Linked DNA regions of Hordeum vulgare: region 1 is linked to region 2. A link is a contact called in public Hi-C data. All regions are on one chromosome and are shown on one strand. The core of a region is the stretch at or near the end of the contact, and the rest is flanking DNA. Distances in the headings are between cores, read along the strand shown.

Region 1 (4,844 bases), core at 51-2,550, 970 kb before region 2:
TTGAGCACATGGCAAACATCAGCAACTACGACGCGTTCCCCGTCAAATTTGGGAAGTTGTTAGCTACATATGTTGAAGTTGAATCTATGCATTTTGCAAAGGAAAAAGATATACGAGTACATGATAATACTCTGCAGTATACTCACATTCTTAATCTTAAGCCTAAGTTTGTTTAGAAATATCAGCTAATCTGAGCAACCAGTTACACGACTGATAATTTGTCTTTTCTATTTCCGCAAGCAAATACAAAATTCAATATTACTCTACCAAGCAAAACATCAATACAGGTTTCCCTGCTCCGTGCAAGAAGATTTATGCTAAACCTTCCTAGAAAGCCACTATCTGGAAGCTTCGGGGGCAGGAAAGAACAAGGAGCTACAAGGAACCTAACAGCAGACCAAAAGTAAGTCTACAAACAGCCTTGCTGGGAAACCACCGAACATTCTTTGGGCAGGTAATGACCACAAAGACATGGTACCATATGAAGCAATCATTCAGGTCGAGTTCAAACAACTGACCCCTCCAATTATTTCTGACCGACAGGAGCTGATCGGGTAAATGAATACAGAGACCTTAAATGCATGCGTGAAACCTGTCTAATAACAGAGATCATTGCAGATTGGTACCGCTATCATGAACACGTTTCATCATACGAACCGCAGCGCCTACACGACAATTAAAAAAAAAAATCACCTTGGTCTCATCGCGCAGACTAGCTCTGAGAAACTACCGAGAATCACAAAATCATCCGGACCAAACGGGAGCAGCGATCCACTTCCCGCGCGATACGATACAGGTCTCCTCTAATAACCTGAGACGGAGCAATCGCGCGGCGGCAGAGTGCCGAGCTGACAAGAAGATGGCGAGCGAGAGATGCAGCGAGGTGGATAGATAGGCAGGTAAGGAGTCGTACCCCACGCAGGCGACGAGGCGGCGCACCCACGAGGAGAGCGACCCGCAGCCTAGCAGCATAGCATCCGGTTCGCCGTCGAAGGAGGCCCACGCACGGTCCCCAGCCCCGCCGACGCCGCCACCGATGCAGCCGGCGCAAACCCTAACCCTAGAACCACCCGTACGTCCGGGGGATCGGCTACCTCGCCTGGGCTCGCACGCACGCGCGCACCGTTGCTCTCAGTCGCTTTTTTTTTCTCTCCTTGGATTGGAATTTGGAATTCGATCGAGGGGAGGAGGTCGGGGGGATTAGGACATTATTAGGTGGCGGCTTTCTTCCCCCTTATCTGCTTTTTGGTTTGGGCGCGGGGTGGGGGAGAATCATTGCAGTTGGTTGGCGTTGCTGTGCTAGCTTCTTCTTTTTTCTTTTTTTCTTTTTTTTGAGCTAGTACGTTGCGTTGCTAGGCTAGCTAAGCTAGGCGCCCGGCAGGGGGAAATCCCGCGTGCAAGTGGCTGGATTGCTCCGCGTGTGCAGGGCGGAGGGAAAGTGGTAGAGCCCGTGCGAGGGTGACAGGTGGGGCCTACCCCGGGGATTCGTTGGAGCCCGGATCAGTCGTCCTCGCTAGGATTACTTGTTTTGAGGGGACGATTGCGTTTTCTAAGGTTAAGAACAGGTGCAATAAGGTGACATAAACAGGTTATAAGGACTAGTAAAAGGGTCCGTGCGTTGTAACGGGAGAAAAAAATACCACACGCTTTTAATCTTTTATAATCATTTTGATTTATGAAAATAATAAGCTAACTAACTAATGTAGTCAGTCCTATCTTATTTTGTTGAGAAATCAACCCGTCCATTGTTAATTCCACCATGATGAGAAATTAAGCGGGACAAGCAAAGCAAAATAAAGAGGCTACGTGAATTGATCAAGGGACTGTTATCTTATTTCACTCATGGGGTAGAGAATGTGGGATGAGATGACAAACTAAAGGTGGTGTTCCATTCTCTCTCTCTATAACAATGCAATCTTACATTCAATACATTCATTCATCAGCAAACAAATTCCCACAAAACAAAATTTCTTGTCGGTGCTTGGCACACGGTTGGAGGCATGGGGAGGGGATCTCACGAGATGATGAGTTCCTGCCGGAGGAGGGGATACGATGAAGGGAGCAAGAGTTAGACGCCTCTATCTGGCCATAAGGAGTCGCCGTTGCCGCGTCATAACCTCGGAGTTCCCCGTGTGAGCCATGGAGGCCCGCCTCCACCTGCAAGTACTTCGCTCCGCCGCGCCTTATCCGCGCGCCGCCGCCGTTCTGCATCGAGCAGACGCATCATCCCAAGTCGCTATAGCTGTCGCGTTGATTTGATTCAGAAGCTGTGCTTGAGCGCCGAAACAGAGGCAGCAAGCGGGCAGAGGTACGACCGCGGAGGCGGGCGAGTTGAGATCGACGACAATGGTGATTGAGGTCGGCCGCGGCGACGAGTGGTGTGGCAGTGGCCTGGGCACATGCTAGGGTGGACCAGGGTCGACGCGATGCGCTCGAGCGTCGCAACGGGGGCAGTGAGCGGGGAGAGGTACAGCCGCGGAGGCGGGTGGGTTGAGATCGGCAGCAGTGGCGGTTGAGGTCGGCCGCGGCGGCGAGTGGTGTGGCGGCGGCCTGGGCACAGGCCAGGGTGGCCCAGGGTCGACGGGACGAGGCGATGCGTACGGGTATAATTTTTGCAGCGAATCGTTTTTTTCTTTTGCGTTGCAGATAAATGATGGAGTGCGGGTTGAATAACAAAAATTACATGGGCTTTTTTATAAAAATGTTGTGGTGGGTTTTCCGACGGAAGCAATAGCCGCTTTATTATTAGGTATAGATTAGAATATTACTCCCTCCGTTTCGAAATAGTTGTTGCTCGGAGTATTTTCGGACCAGGTGAAAACATGTAAAAATACCAAACTACCCCTGATTTAAAATTCACCCTGAGATCGTCGTCTTCCTCCCGTCCGCCACGCCCCTCCCGTCCGCCACGCCCCTCCCTCCGCCAGGCCCATCCCTCCTCCAGGTTCCTCCCCTCCGTCGGGCCCCTCTGCCAGGCTCCTCCCCTCCGTCAGGGCCCTCCAGTCTGCAGCTCCCTCATCTCCCTCTGTCTTCCTCGGCTCCAATCGAGAGCGTGAGCTCCATCCCCGCCGGCCACAGCTCCCCTGCCGGCCAGAGCTCCTTCGCCGCCCCTCGCCGGCCGCCACAGCTCCAATCAAGAGCCTGAGATCCTTGTGGAATTGATCCTATAGCTCCTCTCAAACATCTTCTGATTCGGTGCTTGCTTTGGCTAAAATTGACCCCCTGTAGCTCGCCCCATGAGGAGGAGTCGTAGCTCAAGTTGACACGGGTTGGGTGAGGAGAGGACCTCGTGTAGCTCAAGTTGACAGCCCTTTTGCCACTAGAGTGAAAATCCCAGATCTGCTATGTTGTTCTGCTGCTTATTGTTCCAGTTTGATCCTATAGCTGCTCTGTTGGTCTGCTATAGGTTGTGCTGCTCTGCTGCAGATTGGATCAATTTTAACTTCCGTGCTCTGCTGGTCTGCTATAGGTGGTGCTGCTCTGCTGCAGATTGGGGTACCTGTGTTATTCAGATAAGAAAATCAGCAAGGAATACTCTCACAAATCACACTCTAATGTGTTCTGCAAATCCTGCTCTGCTAAGCAAATCACACCCAGAAATCTGCTAAGAAAATCAGCACATCAACAGTGAGAGTAACTTTTGTTGTCAGTGTCAACAGTAGGTGATTCCTCTCTGCTGTGTTGATCAAGCAAGTTGATATTGTGAAGAAGATTGGAAAAGGAGCAGACACAAAGAGTACAAACTGGAACAATAAGTTTAGCAGCCACAAACTGGAATAATAGGCTAGCAAATCAAGCAAGTTGATACTCTTCCTCTGGGCCTGTTGTCACTATTGTTTTTGGTTATACTCTGGAAAAATAGGCAAGAAATTTACAAAGCAAGATAAACAGTAGGTGAGCTACCCCATTTTTCTTGCAAACAGTGTAATTGTAATTGCTTGTAATTGTACTCTTGCAAGAATTTCAGTTAAGTGCTGTCAAAAGCACTTTGCTGAATTAATATGCACATAGGTGCATAAAAATTTAGTTAAGTGCTGTCAAAAGCACTTTGCTGAATTAATATGCACATAGGTGCATAAAAATTCAGTTAAGTGCTTTCGAAAGCACTTTGCTGAATTAATATGCACATAGGTGCATAAAAAATCAGTTAAGGGCTGTCAAAAGCACTTTGCTGAATTAATATGCACATTGGTGCATAGAAATCCAGTTAAGTGTTGTCAAAAGCACTTTGCTAAATTAATATGCACATAGGTGCATAAAAATTCAGTTAAGTGCTGTCAAAAGCACTTTGCTGAATTAATATGCACATACGTGCATAAAAATCCAGTTAAGGGTTGTCAAAAGCACTTTGCTGAATTAGTATGCACATAGGTGCATAAAAATTCAGTTAAGTGCTGTCAAAAGCACTTTGCTGAATTAATATGCACATAGGTGCATAAAAATTCAGTTAAGTGCTATCAAAAGCACTTTGCTGAATTAATATGCACATAGGTGCATAAAAATTCAGTTAAGGGCTGTCAAAAGCACTTTGCTGAATTAATATGCACATAGGATCTTCATCTTGTTATTCTTCTTCATCTTAACTATTCATATCTTCACGAGAATATGGATCTCCCAGACCTCAACTACACTCCACCTACAGAAGATGGGGATGAAATGGATGCAGATGTAGGAAACAAAATGGAAGGAGAAATAGGAGATGAAATGGAAGGAGATGAAATAGTGGAGGAAGGAGATGAAATAGTGGAAGATACACGTAAAACATTTTGTCTTTTGGTCATTTGGTCATTTGGTCATGTCATGGTTTGATCATTTTGTCTTTTGTATTTGTTGGTGCAGTTGTT
Region 2 (4,562 bases), core at 1,220-3,719:
TACCATGTGTATGTATCGGGTAAAAATGAAAAAATACAGTAAACCAGGCCAGCTAACGATTTCAACCCAAAAATGAAGACTAGCCCACACCCCGAGATGGCCCAAATCGCTGCAGCACGCAGGGCCTGCATGCACGAGCCAGAAATCCATCGATAGCATAGCGCTTCGGTAAAAAGAAATATCGCAGAAGAAACCGACGCCTCCCATCCATAATTCCATTTCCATCCGCACTCAAAGCGGTAGGGAATGGCGGCTGGGCGGATCGCCATCGCCTGATCGCACGCGCGCACGGCGGCACAGGCAGGCGGCGCGACCACAGCCATCTGTTGGCTCAATCCAACTTTAATCCATCTCTGTAGTCGACAGCAGTGGGCATTGCCGCATTGAAGGCTCGCTCGATGCATTCATGTAGATAATTCGATGCGTTCGTATATCTTAATACATCTTTATACTCCGATGTCAATATTTGGCTTTTTTTTCTTGTGTCGAATCTTATCTTAGTTGCGTTAAATCTATGTATTGTTACACACACTGCTGGTTACACGTGTCGATGCATCATCTTCGTTTTCCGTTGCCCAGTAAGCCGGCTGTGCGAGCCTCATCGAACACCAATAGTATGGATACAACAATAAGTTAATTTATCTATTTGGCTTTCTTTTTAGTATATACAAATTTGTAGTTTCTTTGCAGTGAATCATAAATTATTTAGGCATGAGCATTTGAATTTTCCACATGAATTATGGTGATATATTTGGTTATACATGGCAAAAGTAAGGCTATATGCCATGGAAAAATTGACTTTGAAATTTTGAATACACGTTCTTTAAATCCTGGGCCCGCCCCTGTTCATACCTGTCAAGACCACTTCTCGTCTAATGGTCCTCCTTTGCGTGCCACTTTGTGATTTGTCACTGTGAGACGATGAAGAACCAATTAGCCAGTGCGTTAATTAGGACGCTAATTAACTGCAGTGCAAGATGACGTCATTCGGGGTATGGCCAAACCGAGCTCAACAAAAAGGGGTCACAAACATAACTAGACGCACATGAAACCAAGCCCAAACTTTGAATATACTGCTGGACATACCAAATATGATCCCTTAAACATCTACGAACGTGATCAGACATGTCTTTTATTTGTTCGTACGCACATTCATGTTTCTTAATTTTTTCTTCATATGTGCGGTCACTTACATGTGATTGATGAAGAAGGAGGGAGAGAAAAGAAAAAAATGAATAAGGAAAAAAGATCTGGAATGGGGTCGCATCCTACGTAGGGGACTGACCGGACGCGTCCGCGAGCCTTCATATTCTTCTTGTATTTAAAATAGATATAAGGATTCACGGACAACTTAGACATACAGAGATAATATGAAAGATTCGGTTGAATCATTTTTATCTTTCTCTTTTCTGTCCGATCACTAACCGGGCGCGTCCGTGAACGTATGAAGGATAGTTTAATGGGAAAGAGAAACTCCAAGATATTGAAGCGGAATTTTTCATTGTATGGCAAGCTTCGGTAGATTGCGAGCTCAAACTGCAGTTTCGTTTGGTGACGGCTAGGGTGACAACTAGGGTTGTACACAGACGAAGAGAGTGAACGGATTAGGTTACACTCCACACTCGATCACCTTATATAGGTCGTCGGGTAGATGGGCCTGGGCCAGACACACGATTGAGTCCGTGAACAGCCCATTGTTCAACATCTCAGACATTGTCACGTTCGTTTAGTGAACCATCTAACCGTCAAAATTAAGGCTTGGCTCATTCCCGCAACCCGCGGGGCGCGTCGTGTTGGGGTGAGGTATGGCGGCGGAGGAAAAGCACGCGTGGACAACTTCTCTTCGCAAGCTCTCAATGAAAAGTGATAGAACAGTTTTTATAAAGAGGTCTCACTCTTAGTAGTATAGCAGTATGGTACTAAATATTTCATCACTTACCGTATATTCACATGATTAAGATTATTGTCTTATATGGGCCTATGTCCATCTATAATCCAACATTAGTTGCCCTCCTTTTCCAAAAAAAAAAGAGAAATATATAGTTGGCCCCCTATTGGGTTTTCCGCCTTTAATCTAGACTCACCAAAGCCGGTCAAAATCTTTCATTAAAATAAACAACACTTTGGGCTATGCAGGCAGGCATGAAACTACACGGACGCCCCCGCTTGTTCTTTTCCTTTTTCAGGAGAAAAAAGAAAGAAGTCGAAAAAAGGGAGGTCACTGACAGCTGCGTACGTACTCCTGCACTCCAGACCCAGCAAGGCAAGATCCGGGGAAAGGGACAGCCGAAGGTTCGACCCATCTTCGTTGGTCGATCTTGAAAGAAAGTAAACACCATCGTTCGTCGCTGCACGTAGCAGTAGCGTGACTTGGCAAGTATCCGCTCCGACGACGCAAGCGACCGACGACCACCACATCCGAGCCGGCGAAACATGCGGCCAACGCGCTGCCCGCGAGATGTCTGCCCCGCGCCCCCGCCTAATAACGTGCGTGCGCAACAACAACAACTGTAGTACGTCCTCGATCACGATCGCTCGCTTCCTTTTCGACCGTCCCGCTGCTGCCGCGGCGAGTGCGAGGGCCGTGGAGAGCCGTCGCCGTCGAGGGGACACCTGTCGCCGGCTGGAGCTATCCATCCCGCGGGGCGCCATCTGGCCGGCCGCGCAGGGTCCAAGCGGAGCGTACGGAACCCGATCGCCCAGGTGTTCGCGGCAAGGATTCAGCCGCGACGCCACCTGTCCTGCCTCCGCGCGTGTGTCGTCGCCGTCAGAACCGGTCGGTCGGTCGGTCGAGTACGAGTACGGCACCGGTCGGCCCGTCGTCGTCCATCGGGAGCAGCAGCTCGGGGAAATGCACCGAATTCGTCACGGTGTTTCCGGTCTTGGTTTTGGGGGATGGCAGGAGTATTCTGTTCGCAGCTTCCGCGTTGCGATTGCATATCTACGAGTGTTTTTTTGGCACTTGTACCGTCGGCCGTGCCCGAGCTTATCCGAAACTCAAGTGCACGTGTGCTCTGTGCTGCAGGGCCGTGGCATAGTACTGATGGTAGTGTGAGTGGAGGGAACTCGAGCCGGACACCTGGAGAATGAGAGAAAGAAACTTCACTCGGTACCCCTGCAGGGACGTTAAGGATTTTTCTACGTACGCCTTGAGCTACGAGCTTCTAGAAGGGCCCGGAGATCAACAGGTTGACGAGGGCGGGATTTGTGTGTCGTGTTGCTGCTTCCGAGCTGCAGCTCAGACCATACCAACAAGTTTCCCCCATGATCGACTTTGCAGAGGGAGAGTCAGGAATCACACGCATGATGACCTCTACGAAAGTAGCATCTGGCATCTATGCAAAATATAAATATGAACCGGGTAAATTATACGCACCACCTATTTGACGCAGGAGTAATGCCAAAATGCCTATTAGTGAAAGGTCAAAGTCACTTTTTTCTCTGTGAGAGAGGACCGAAGCGCTTCGATGATGTTCGCCAAATCATTACTTCTGTGCGTTGTTATGGACTCCAATGCATACACATAAATATTAACATCTTAATATGCCTCCACACATCTCAACATGCGTGCTCTAAATATGGAATATGAAAATATAAATATGAACATGAATTCATTCATGGAGTTGGATAGTCAAAGATACATAATGAACAAAAAATCAATAGCAAATCATGACTAATGGAGATCATCAAGCTATTTGTGAACGGATTCATCACATTGATGAACATTAATACAAACATAGAGAGATAGATTTTTTTCACAATGAATCTTCAAGTGCTCAAATTGCAAACCTTATCCTTGTACCTCTCATGTGAGACGGGGACGTCCATTTCACATCCATTATAAAGTAAGACTTTGATATAATAAAGTAAGACTTCAACCCTTCTTTCAACCAAGCATCCGTGGTGGAGCGAAGCACATTTTGGCTCCATGATCTAGTCGTTGAGGCCTCATCAACGTAGTTCTCCAGTTTCTCCTTCATCAGACGAAGTTCTAGGAACAAGTGATCCATGTCGTGGGACAAGTGACATATTAAAATTAATCAATGATCAAAGTGTATTTGGTCAAAGGGTCATCAACTATTCCTCGCAAAATTTCAACACCATATATTACAAGGTTCATAGGTTTTTTTGCTAAAAAAGATGTTTAGCTAAATTGACAATGGATATAATGATGCCATCTTATTGAAACTTTATTATACCAATTCCTACACACTCAATACTCCAAAAATACACTAACACAAACTTAAAAAAATGCAAATTTGAAATTTCCATGTGTCAATAAGAAGCGGCTAAGTGTGACGAACTTCTTGATCGCACACTCCACTTTAAAAATAGTTCTTTTCCAACCATAATAAATAATCGATTTGTATGCTTTTGATTCCTGAATGCGCCCTACTTTAAACTAAAGCATGCTCAAGCTTTATTAGTCGATGTATGCTACAGATTCCGTTAGGCAACTTCATATGAAACTAAGGTTTTTGGTGGTTCTGTGCGTGATCATTTGGCGTAGTATTTGTTTGCTGTGTCGATTGCATAGACATCATCAATTATAATAGATGGGA

Evidence for each region. Hi-C and Micro-C count contacts between places; a contact is called where the count stands out from the background.
Region 1: a contact with region 2 is called in a Hi-C map of seedling, with 2.9 times the contacts expected there. The contact joins the promoter of LOC123402253 here to the enhancer-like site in region 2. A contact is called at or near these places in 2 of 6 Hi-C or Micro-C datasets (leaf and seedling).

The regions. Positions count from the first base shown.
Region 1 is chr6H:189,610,091-189,614,934 of MorexV3_pseudomolecules_assembly, reverse strand. LOC123402253 reads right to left here and starts at 1,300. Exons shown (of 5, transcript XM_045096146.1): 1 at 914-1,300. The coding sequence starts at 972.
Region 2 is chr6H:188,642,893-188,647,454 of MorexV3_pseudomolecules_assembly, reverse strand. No RefSeq gene overlaps it. Among protein-coding and RNA genes, the nearest start is that of LOC123402657, 150 kb to the left of the region's middle. Within about 2 kb of position 2,469, at least 3 of the 3 cell types and tissues checked have open chromatin away from gene starts, as enhancers often do. A contact at or near this core is called in leaf and seedling, where this site is marked.